Regions from separate parts of the Gossypium hirsutum genome. Here region 2 is linked to region 1. Evidence: chromatin contacts called from public Hi-C data. All regions are on one chromosome and are shown on one strand. The core of a region is the stretch at or near the end of the contact, and the rest is flanking DNA. Distances in the headings are between cores, read along the strand shown.

Evidence for each region. A called contact is a pair of places that touch in the nucleus more often than the background predicts.
Region 2: a contact with region 1 is called in a Hi-C map of leaf, with 2.1 times the contacts expected there. The contact joins the promoter of LOC107899750 here to the promoter of LOC107952832 in region 1. A contact is called at or near these places in 4 of 34 Hi-C or Micro-C datasets (callus, fibers and leaf).

What each region holds. Positions count from the first base shown.
Region 1 is chrD04:23,513,343-23,519,548 of Gossypium_hirsutum_v2.1, forward strand. LOC107952832 (thioredoxin-like 3-1, chloroplastic) reads right to left here and starts at 2,886. Exons shown (of 5, transcript XM_016888028.2): 1 at 2,287-2,886; 2 at 2,116-2,190; 3 at 1,525-1,591; 4 at 1,407-1,424; 5 at 1,059-1,309. The coding sequence starts at 2,594. The coding sequence ends at 1,211.
Region 2 is chrD04:23,870,157-23,876,362 of Gossypium_hirsutum_v2.1, forward strand. LOC107899750 (homeobox-leucine zipper protein HOX11) reads right to left here and starts at 2,713. Exons shown (of 4, transcript XM_016825537.2): 1 at 1,958-2,713; 2 at 1,496-1,809; 3 at 1,328-1,407; 4 at 725-1,238. The coding sequence starts at 2,240. The coding sequence ends at 965.

The DNA of each region.
Region 1 (6,206 bases), core at 1,636-4,135:
AAAAAAAACACAATGACCCACCACTATTTTCATCAGAGCCCATACTTTCATATTACTCTCTTAATTACCCATTTTAGTTATAGTAAAAATCAAAACATACCCATTTCTAAATGACTTAGAATTAAAGAAAATCACAAGTTTATCCTCAAATGAAATATTAAAAAAGAAAGAAAGAAAAAAGCTGAAACAAACATAGAAACACATGCATTTTGAAACCATAAGAACACAATAGAAAAAAGGATTTTACTCATCGTTGTTGTAATCCGTTTCTTCAGCTTCCCTTTCAAAACCGAATCAAACTAACCCTTCTTTTCTTTCTAAGTCTTCACTTCTTCAACAACACCACCCAAAGTAGTTGTTACACAGTTCGATATTTTCCTTTTTTTCTCTTGGTCTTTCACTATTTATCAAACACATACATTTTTTCAGAAAACAAAAGAAATTCGATTTAGATACTACTAGATCTAGTAGGAAAAAGGAGAAGAAAAAATGAATTAGAAATTAGAAATCTATGGCTCTGCCTCTCAAAGACTATAATAAATAAGTGAATTTGAAAATCTGACCAATCGATGGTTGGACATAATGGCGACAGTAGTTAGAGAAGAAAGAGGACAAGAATAAAGATGGAAATAAATTTTAAAAAAGAAATTGTTAACTAATTTTGCTTTTATAAATGTCAGTTATGACTTCGTGCTTATGTGACATGCCACATAGGCTATTTCGTTGACATACAGTTTGATTGATGATCAACTCACATTTCCTGTTAAAATTTGGTTGATTTCTAAAAAAAATTAAATGTTGAGGATATTTTTGATAATTATGCCATTGTGAAACTTGCTTTGCTTTATGTAACAACATATGTTTGGATTTGGAATGATGTTTATGTTCTGTTTTCACTCACCAGGCCTCTTTAGGAATGCACTTCAGTACATGGGCATATTGAGAAGAATAATTGTGTTTAGAAGATAAAAGAAATGCTGAACCATACATTCGTTCTTGCACACCGACACCGTGTAATTGCCAATATAATTTTCATCAAATCAAATTGCAACATTACCTTAATGCATCAACACTGTTTAATTTGTGGAATTAACTTTACTGTACAAATAAAAAGTTTACATATGGCTGGTGGTGAGAGTACCATCATCAGTTTCTCATGATCATCTTACAATTTTACATCAAAAAAAGTGAAAATAATCCCCAGTATTATTCAGACAAATTTTTTGATCATTTGTCTCACTTCTTCAGTCACAAGCCATGCTTTGTGCCCTCCAATTACTTCTTCTTTCATCTCTCCATCCTTCCATAACTGCAATTATTTTCCCTTTTTTAGATCCTTCCTTTGAAATCTCATTAATCATTATTAATATCAAAGAACTCAGATTTTTGTTTTGCGGTGAACATACCTGAATTGTTGGCATTTTCTGCATACAAAAACAGGAACAATTAAAAAAGAAGTGAAATAATTTTGTTATAATTGAATTAGAAAAAAAACATAGAACACAAAGCAAAGCATTTACATACAGAGATATTTCCCCGCTTCACTAAAGCTTGAGGTACTTTGTTGACATCCACGTAATAGAATTTGATTCTAACATATATTCCATAAGAATTTATCAATAAAATAACAACACGTGATTAAATCATGACATGAGAAGAGCATTTCAAAGTTGCACCAGTTTTCGACGCCAACTACCAACTTGGAGGTCGATGATATAGTAGCTAACGTATGTATGTTCCAACTTTTTAGTTCCTTCTCATATATTTAAATAATTATATTATCTTATTTGAAGATGTATTACAGACATGAATATTTAAAATTTACGAAAAATTCAAATGAGTACAACTCCTAGTTAGAATTTTTATTCAAATATCCTTAATATATGGAAATAAATAAATAAATAAAAGTATCTGTTTTGGATACGTTGAATCCTTAAAGGTGTACAGATATAATGCCATCTCCAAAAGCAATCAGTTAAATTATACAATGTTAATAAGAATTTATTTTTAAAAATTTTAGATGGTGTGGAACCATTTTGCTTTTATAGTAAATGTGTAAAATGCAGCAAAGTGAGTGTATTAAATATCAACACTTTTGAGTAAAGATAACTTTACTTGGTATCGAACTCAGCTGCCAATTTCTCCAACTTTGGCTTCAAATAGATGCATTTCCGGCACCAAGCAGCCATCCTACCAGCAATCACAATTCAAAAAAAATTAAATTGGAGAAAGGCAAGGCTTTACTCTGTTCAACAAGGTAAGAGTTGCAGAGAAGATGAAACGAACCAATCAATGATAATAGGCTGAGAGAGCTGTCGAGCACGGGCCAGAATCTGATCAAGGTGATCAGAGTCGTTGATGGGTTCCATCTCAATCGCACTGGGTCTTGACAAATCAGGCCAAAGAGCCTGTACTCTCCACTCTCTGCTCCTCACGGTTTTATTCTTCCATTTTCTATCCTTCCAATCAGACCCAAAATACCCAGAATTCTTTGGTGAAAACAAACAGCTTCCATTGTTCCAAAGATGTTGTTGTTGGTATCTTTGATAGATTTCTCGGGACAGAATTTGAGAATTCGCTGCCAAAACTGACATCTTTTCCTTTTATTTTTCAAGATATTTAATTTTATTTCCCAAGATATTTAGACAAAAGGGTATGTGGGAAAGTTGAAGAAAAGCATAATTGGATTGGGTTTGAAAGGGTTTTTTCTTCTCTCTTTATGTACAGTTGGTTTGATTGAGAGGTGGAAGTTGCGTTTTAGATAATGATATTTTGCGTTTTGGCGTTGGATTTGATTTGGAGGATGAGGAGAAGAAAATTACACAAAAATGAAAAAGCTTATCCGAAAAGTGAGGGAACAAAGGGATGGAGAATGGGATGTGTGGTACCACAAGTTTCTTTACTTTTTCAAAAACATTAATTTTAAAATTAAAACACATGGAAGAAAACACAGAAATAAGCTTTACATTTTGAAATTTAATTTTTTTAATTTTTAATTTTAGGTTAATTTCAAAATTACATATAAATTTGAGTTTAATATGCAATATACATTAACTTTAATTTTGTATAATTTCATACATATAATTTTAATTTGATTCAATTTTAAAAAATTGCTAATACAATTGTTGATATGATATCATTTTACATTTATATAGTGCATACACAAATAGTTTTATTTATCTAATATAAAAATAAATTATGTACTTATTTATTAAATATATACAACTAAAATAAAAGTTCATGTATACATTTGAATCACATCAAAGTTTCATATGTATAATTAAAATTTATGCATCAAATTATATGTTGGATAAAAGTTCACGTAAAATATTGAAATTATCCTTTTTATTTTTAGAACTTTAGTTTCTTTACTTTTCAAATTTTAAAACTTAGATCGACTTGTTAATATCGCAAAAATTTTTTTGCTAAATTCACTACTACGACATTTTGAATAAAAAAATTCATTTAGTAGCTATATAACAAAAAATTATATTGTAATGAACTTATATTTAAAAGTTTATTTTTAACGGTGTTAACAATTGGACTTACATTTTTAAATCTGAATAGTAGAGAGACCAAATTCTTTGAAATAAAATCAATGTGACTAAATTTCAAATGTACAAAGAGTACAAGGACTTGGTTAACACCCTTAACCAAATTGTCGATAGTCCATTGTAAGGCAGTGTTACATTCAATGACCGAAGTATCGCTAATGCTTTAAGGAGTATTTTTTTACATTATTTCTATTTGCTAGTCCACTTAAGGAAGGAGAAGTTTCTCCACGTTTCTTCATTGTTTCACCATTTCTACTCATTTCTCTCCGTATCTTTCACCATTTTTCGTCATTTCTTTATAAAATCTTCATCATAAAACCTTGATTGAGCCATTTCCCTCAGCATCTCTGTCTCCCAATAAGTTAGGGTTTGAATCTTAGAGAGAGAGCTTAATAGGGGTGATAAATGGGTTATTCAAGGTATGGGTTTTGAACCTTTCATCTCATTTTCGCATAATCTCATATTTATTTCAAGATATTGTTGTTGTTGCGTTATATTAATGACTATTTAATTACTATGGAATTTATGATCTTTTTGTTATTTTTGTAAGAAATTGAAGAGGAAGAAAAGGAAGCTAGCACGCGGAAAGAAATGTTAATGGATTGAGGTGAAAAAAATAAAAAGGGTGAGTTTACGTAAACTCGGTGTGTAATCCCGCAGAAACAAACAAACAATCAATATTCACAGTTCAGAGTTGAACAGTCTTGAGCCTAAGCCATTTTCAGTATCAGTGACAGTTTGGGCCTTAGCCCATCTCAATACAGTGTGAAAAATGCAGTAGGGCCTTAGCCCATCACAATATTAGTAGCAGTAACAGTTATGCAGTAGCAAAATCCTACCCGTCCAGCTTCTACACACCGTCTCCGTCCAACCCTACACTTCATGTGGGGATATAATCAACCCACCCATCCCTACACTCCAAGTAGTACCGAATGCGGCACAAAATAGTAGTTTGTAACTGAGCTTCCAGTAAATTAGGCTTAAAACCTTTCAGTATACTTCCTCCAAATAACAACCCCCAACCCAATGCAATGCAATATACCATGGATGATATGCTATTATGCAATTTTCAGTACATATATTCAGTTCAGATATTAACATGCTCAGTACAAATATCATTCGGAGCTGTCTACTTGAGTCATTGTCACTAAATTATTTATATCTTGAGCTACAGAATTCCAAATTAAGATCTGCTTGATGTTTCCAAAACTAGACTTAAATACCTTTCTACCATAAAATTTTTAGAATTTATAGCTTATCAAATAAGTGCAGTAAAATCTTAAAAGTTATCCCTATTCTACTATTTGATAGCTTCAACCTTTCCTTACTAAAAATTATTTATCTCTTAGTAAGAAATTTGGATGATGTTTCTGTTTATTTCTCTTGCAAATGGACTCATTAAGGATTTAAACATATAAATTTAAGCCCCCTAATTATTGTTTTACAATTTTTATGATTTTTCAAAGTCAGAATAGGGGAACGCAAAACCATTCTGACCTTGTCTTACAAAATTTATTACATCTCATAACTTACAATTTCATTTCTTACACTGTTTCGTCCATGAAAAACTAGACTCAATAAAATTTAATTTCATATTTTATTCAACCTCTAACTCATTTTCCACTATTTTTGATGATTTTTCAAAGTTAGACTATTGCTACTGTCCAAAACTATTTTAGTGTAGAATATTGATTTCCAAGTTTATAACACCCTTATTTCCTTTTTCTACATTTTTTGTATCATTTTCTCTTATTTCTCTTATTTCTCGACAGCAAGCAATTTTTGCTTTTCGTCAAATCCCATTTTCTGCGTTTTGGGTACACACCTGGTATAGTTTCTGATGCGTAAGCACTCCTAAGCCTCCAGAACCTAAAAATCAACTAACAAATCTCTAGATTAATCATTTAATTCATTTTTAATCAACCAATTTTGGAAGGAACTCGACTAAAAACCTAACAAAACCCTTACATTGCTTGAGTAACCACGACTTTGCACAATTACTGCGTCGATTCAAAATCACTAGCCCCTTGATTAACTCCTAAACACCAAAAAGGAATCCCCCTTTCAGAGATTAACCAAGAACGATTAACAATAGACAAAACCGTTACTTATCGAACACACGCAACCAACAATGAAGAACCAAATCAATTGGAAAATAACGAAAGAAACAAAATGGGAAAATGGAAATTTCGACAGCAACTAAGGGAAAGAATCGACAGATGAGGGAAAAAAGAGGAAGAAAACGTCAGAAAAAATTTGGGTAATTGGAGAGAAAATCGAAACTACTTTTTTTTCTGCAACAAAAAGACCACTAAAACACAACTACTCATAATTTTTCCCCAACACAACTCTTAACCGAAATTGGAGCAAAAATACTATCCCTACGCCATCATAGAGAATTGAACACAGGACCTCCTTCACACCAACACTCCACTTATCCACCAGACCAGTAGGCCCATTCTATTAATTATTTGCCAACTTTTACTTAAAATCCTACTGACCAAAGATAGGCTTATTCATAAAAATACCAAAATTTGCCCAAGTCCTGGCTTGAACTTGGGACCTCTCACACACCCAGAACACTTAAGCACTGAAGCAGATACACAGTTGTGTCACACCTTCGCAAGAACAAAAACAAAAATTCTGGGGCGT
Region 2 (6,206 bases), core at 1,463-3,962, 360 kb after region 1:
TTAATTATTAATGTCTATTATGGCTACTCAATTATAAATTTGAGTTTTAGGTCAGATTTATCTCAGGCTCTGGCCTGATTGATCTCGAATTCTTATGGACTAGGTTTTTCTCATGCTTGAATTTTCTTAATCTCAAGTGTTTTTGAGCTTAGATTTTCTCGAGCTCAAACTTTTTTTAATTTAAATTTTTCCGGACTCGAATTTATTATAAACTCAAGCTTTCTTAAACTCAAATTTATTATAAACTTGGGTTATGAACTAGGATCAATAAAAACAAACTTTCAAATTTCGACTGTTTTGCAAATTTTAATTTCCAGCTACGTTTTGTATTTCTAAATTTAAAAATTACCATTTCAAATGCTCTGTCAAAATTGTCTGTTACAATTTTGCAAAATATATTGTATGCTATATTAAAAAGAAGAATATAAAAAAAAAAGGAAAATATATTTTTGGCCAGAAAGGAATAAAAAATTCTGTAAGACTAGAATATGGGGAAAATAAAGGAGAACACAAGTCAAAACAGGCATTGGAAAATGCCAAAATAAATGTACTTTAGAAGAAGATATTTTCTTGCTAATTTATTTATGAAATATTAAAAATTCAGTCACGATAATTAAAATACTTCCTTATAAAATTATATATTCAATGCCAATACAGAGTCACAAACTATAATTCTAGATCACAATAAGCAGTTTCGAAGAAAAAAGAAAGAACAATAAGGCAGTTACTATAATAATAAGTTACAAATTAATTTCTTTCCCTGTCAAAATAAACGACCAGCTTTCTAACCAAAATTTCTTCCACCTTCTCCCCGAAAACCGAGTCTAAACAAAATCTATCCAAACTCAAATCTATCATTGATAACGGCTTCAGACATTTAAAATATTCAAACAAAAAAAAAATCCACCAAACCCCAAAAATATTTACAAAATTTGAATAAAAAAACTGGCCACAACCAACGATTTCATGTGTTTGAAATAGAGGAGAAAAATGGGTATCCTCCAGTTTTGGCATCGGCGGTGGAGGCTGATGCGTTGGTGGTGGAAGCGGTGGCGACACGCTCACATGAAGGACACATAGTGAGGGTGGTAGCGGGTAACTGCATGTAAAACGGTTGAGAAGTTTGCAAGGCTCTTAACTCCTGCAGTTCCTTCTGTAATCTTTTATTTTCTTCTGCCAGTGTCTCGCAACATCGCTTTAAATACTCACAATCTACCTCTGTTTGCTTCAATTTTGTCCTGTTTCAAAATATCACTATAAAATATAAATTCTCATACCAAGAAAACGTACGAATATTATTTATTTTATTAAAAAAATTTAAAAGTACCTTGCTCTTCTATTCTGAAACCAGACTTCAATTTGGCGAGGACGAAGATTTAATTGCTTAGCCAGTGCAAGTTTTTGCTTCTGAATCAAATATTTAAAATAAATAAATAATTTAAAGCAAAACCCAAGAGGCAAGCAAAGGAAATTTGGATTCTATGTTTGGACTTACAGGATTGAGTGTGCTGTGTTCTTTGAAACTTTCTTCAAGAAAGGCAGACTGTTCCTTAGAAAGCCTGAGTTTCTTCCGAGTTGAACCGTTGTCATCATCATCACTGGCTCTTGTGCTAGTTCTTTCTGTTTCAACTGCTTCCACCTCCACCTCTTTCTTGCCTCTTCTGCTTCCCTTTCTAATCCCAAAATCCATCGACACAGCGCTGTTAGGAGACGACACAGCCGCCTTTTCCTCAGCTTCATCCGCCACCGCCACCAACGGTAGACGGTTCACGTCTAAACCTCTTCCGAGTCCCTCCCATGGATCCGTTTCTATCACCAATAACAACAATGCAAAAAAAAAAATGTTGGTAATTTTTCTTCAAGATGATTAAAGAACTATAAAAAAAAAGAAGAATATCCTAAGATACCCAGATCTAAATACCCCCCATCAAATATCAATTCTGCTAGAAATACTCACGGTTATCTGTGAGCCAAGGAAGGCGAAGCTGAGAAGAAGACTGGGGACGAGGAACTGGGGAGAAAGGAAGAAGATCAAGCTGAAGAGGTGGATCTGAAGAAACCCTTTTCTCATCTCCATCCGTACTATTTTTACCTTCAAAAGCATCGTCCCCATTCTCTTGTGATTTGAACCCATTCCCAAGCCCCATGCAAAACCCTAGATCCTTGCTTGATAACTTTGCAGTTTTGTCAAGAAACGAAAATGGCTTTGAAGGATCACCCAAGCTCAAGGCTAACTCCATTAACCCTTTTTCTTGCAAAGAGAAACCCCAGCGGAAACCAATAACTACTGCAAAGAAGAAGTCTTTGAAGATCTTGACTTTTTTTTTCTTTTTTTTGGGGGGGGGGGGGCTCCTTTGATTTGATGAAGAAAGATATATCCTGGAAAGAGAGTTAAAAAGAAACCCTATCCGATCTTATTTAATGGAAACACACAACTCAACCCCCCCCCTCGTCTATGAAACACCTTTTTTATTGGGAGTAAAGATTGACCGACAAATCCAGGTTGAAAAACACACGTGAATCTATATAAATATACACTGTTTCAAACACGAGACACACAGACAGAGAGAGAGGAGGAGGAGAAAGAGAGAGAGTTAAGTTTTGTGAATTCAAAGGTCTTTGATTATATTATAAACGAATCAACTGATGTTTAAGCAAATCTTCTGTTTTAGGTTTATGGGATACAGACAACGACGAGTCTTCTCTTCTCTTTTTCTTGTTTTAAATCAAGAAAGTGTCATTAAATACTTTGATGGGAAGAATTAATTAATGCAGAGATAACTTCACAATGCTTCTGTATTTATTGTGCTCTCACCAAACAATTAGGGCTAGAAAATCATCATTATCGTCATCTCAACATGAGAAAAGGATTTTTCATCCAACGGCAGGGATCATCAGATCTTATATTATTCTAACCCTTGACCCAATCTATTTGTTTTTAACCTCCTTTCTAACTAAAATTTCTTTCTATAATGTACACTTATGAATCATCATGAGGACGATATGAGGAGAATAATGATTAAATTGTGTTGTTTTACCCAAAATAATTATACAGCATTAGCACTGTTTGTTTGCTTCTTCTCTTACTTTTTTTTTATTTTGTTTGTTTTCAAATGATAGACAATTAATCCAGGATTTGCATTGCCGTTTCCCAGTAGTGAATTCGACAATTATTCCAATGATAAAAATTGAAATGAAGTGTGTAAGCCTCTGGGAATGTTGACTCACCAACCAAAACAGTTCAGCTTTACCAGTTTCTTCCTATGTGGCATTAACTAATTGGTTAAAGCGATCCAGAAAGCCCTGCTTTTGAGCTAAGGCTGATGTGGAAACAGAGAAAAAACCCTGGAAAGAAAAAATATGGTCAGATTAGAGATTATATGAGATTTTGACCAAAAACAGCTTTTTATTATGTTCATTCCAAGCAGACAAGGAGACATCTTTTACTATTTCAAAGAAAGTATTATTATAAATGATAATAGTAATAATAATAAATAAAGGAAAGTCGCAAGACCTTGTTACTAAAGGTTGAGGTGCCATATATGAGTTTTCTTTTAAATAATACTGATTTTAAATTTCGATTTTTTTAATCTAAGTTTTATATTGAATGAATACTAATTATTTTATGGAACATATATTATTTGTGAATTTACTTGTATATATAAAGTCCTTAAAAATTATATTTTTTATTATTCCAAAAAATTAAACCATTTATATATTGTATTTATTATATACTCAATTAAATTTAACATAGTTATACTTCATATTATTTAAAATTTAAGATGTAGTTGGAAAATTTGAAGATGGAAGGGGGATTTTGAAGAGAAGAGGGTAATTAAAATAGAGATGGAGAGTAGGTCAGATATGTCATGCGTTTGGGATCTTTGCAATTATTGAAGTCATGCAGGCTTTAATGATAAGTTGGAGAAAGAGACAGAAAGTGAGTGATATGATATGACTGAATTATGTGGTTTGGGCACATCAAATAACCGTGGGATAAATAAAGTTACCCACACAAAACCATATAAAAATTGATTATCTTAAAAATTATGTGCGTTTATTTGTTATTCTCAATAAAAATAAGTATTATTATATCAATTTATATGATGATCAATATGAGATTAATATACTTCTTTGTCTTTAAACTTATAGCTAGTAGCTTTGATACTTAGTTTTTTTTTTTAAATTTCTCTTTAATATCTGAAGTTGTGAACTAGATAATTTTGATTTTTAAGTTTGAATTTTATCAAGGTTTAATAACATTACTCTTGAGAGGTATTTACTAAAATAATATTAATACTTTTTTAAATATATATATAACCAATTTTATTTCTCAAAATTATATGAATTGAATAGTAAAAAGAATTTTTCGTTTTCTCATACCTCAAATCAATATAGTTGGTGACGATTTAGGCGGGACACAAAAAAACTAAGCCCCGAATTGTTACCACCTATGGTGACTTAAGCATGGGAAAACTATTTTTTTTAACTTTGTTCCTTAAACCCCACAACCCCAACCAACACAATATTAAAATTGAACCAACCCTGTTTAATACCCCACCCAAAACCACTATATAGAGCCCAAAACCTAAACCCATCTCACATAAATCCTTCGTCAAAAAATTCTTAAAAAAATGAATTCAATCGATTTTAATTAAATAAATATTAAAATTTTATAAAAAAATTAAAAAATATATATAAATCTGATTCAACTGATTCTAAACTATTTTCCTAAAAATTGAATAAAATTTTTTATTTAAACCAATATATTAATCAATTTCCAGTTAGTCATGTCTTAATAAAAATACTTAATGACTCAGATTTTTGAGCTCTCATTTCCAAGAAGGCTCCATGCAAATCTTAAAAACTTAAACTTATCATGTTCACAATACGTTTGATATGTCGTATTTCGATAGGACTAATAGAGCCCTTTTCACACTTGAAGAGTTTGTTATCTAGCAATTAGTTGTGTCTTTTATTGCCTTTCAGTACTTAGGAAAAATTGTATTGTAATTTGCAAATTTGAGTTTGTTTTACAATTTTCTGAATAAATTATCAATTACATGTCTTGATAAACTTAATGGTAGCTTAAGATGTTTCAAGAGCTTAGTGGGGGAGAATGAACAAGTAAATGAGTAAGAAGCAACAATGTTACAACCTTAGGAAACTGATGTTGCAACTTGAAGTGTTCTAACCCCAAGCTCACAACTTTACCTTTGAATGATGCGAAATTGCTTGCTTCTCATCAGACAAGGAGCCTGCCATTCAAAGTTGTAATGATCAACCTTTGATGTTGCAAAATTGAGTCATTTGAAGTCAAGGTAGCGACATTGATGCTATGAATGTTGCGACATCAACCACAGCCCTGGAATGAAAGAATCGAGCCAAGTCAAGAAAGGTCACAACATCCACTTATCAATGTCGCAACCTAAAACCTTTTCTATTGAGGATATCGTGACATTAGGCATGGAGGTTGTGACGTTGGGCTGACAGAGTTGAATTCCAAAAAGGAGACATGAATAAATTTTGGGTCAAAGTTGCCATATTTAAATTTAATGTGGAAAATTTGTAATTGAATTATTTTTATGCCTATAAATACCACTTAAACTCAATTAATTTAGAGGTTGTAAAGACTAGGGTAGAAAACATATTTTTACTTTTAATTTTCCTAGTTTTATGTTTTTATTTTCCTTTCCATTTCTTTTTCTTTTCTTTTAGAATAGAGTTAATTTTTGTTGTTACTATTTCTTTCATTTGTGAAGACTTTATAAATGAGAGAAGATTAAACTTTTACGCTCCACAAAGATCGACATATTTGAATGAGCATCTCTCGAACCATTTACTTGTATATTTCACATATCAGGTGTTAGATGATATGCCTATTTGATTTTTGAGTTTTAATTATGTTCTAATATCGTTTGTTGGTTGATTGCTAAATTACATTAATTTCTATGATTGATTAGTTGTTTGTTCAATTATTCTGAATTGTTTAATATACTAAAATCGAACGAAAAATAATTCAATCAACATAGGTGTATTAGCTTAGTTAGCGATTAATAAATCCATCGACCAACGTTTTTAGCATTTGAGAAATCTAAGGCAATAAGAAGAAAGTTTAGTTTAAATAGTTTAATTGATGATTTAGATTTAGCATTGATATATTTTCATATTTGGTTTGCACTGATAATTTCTCAATTTATTAGATT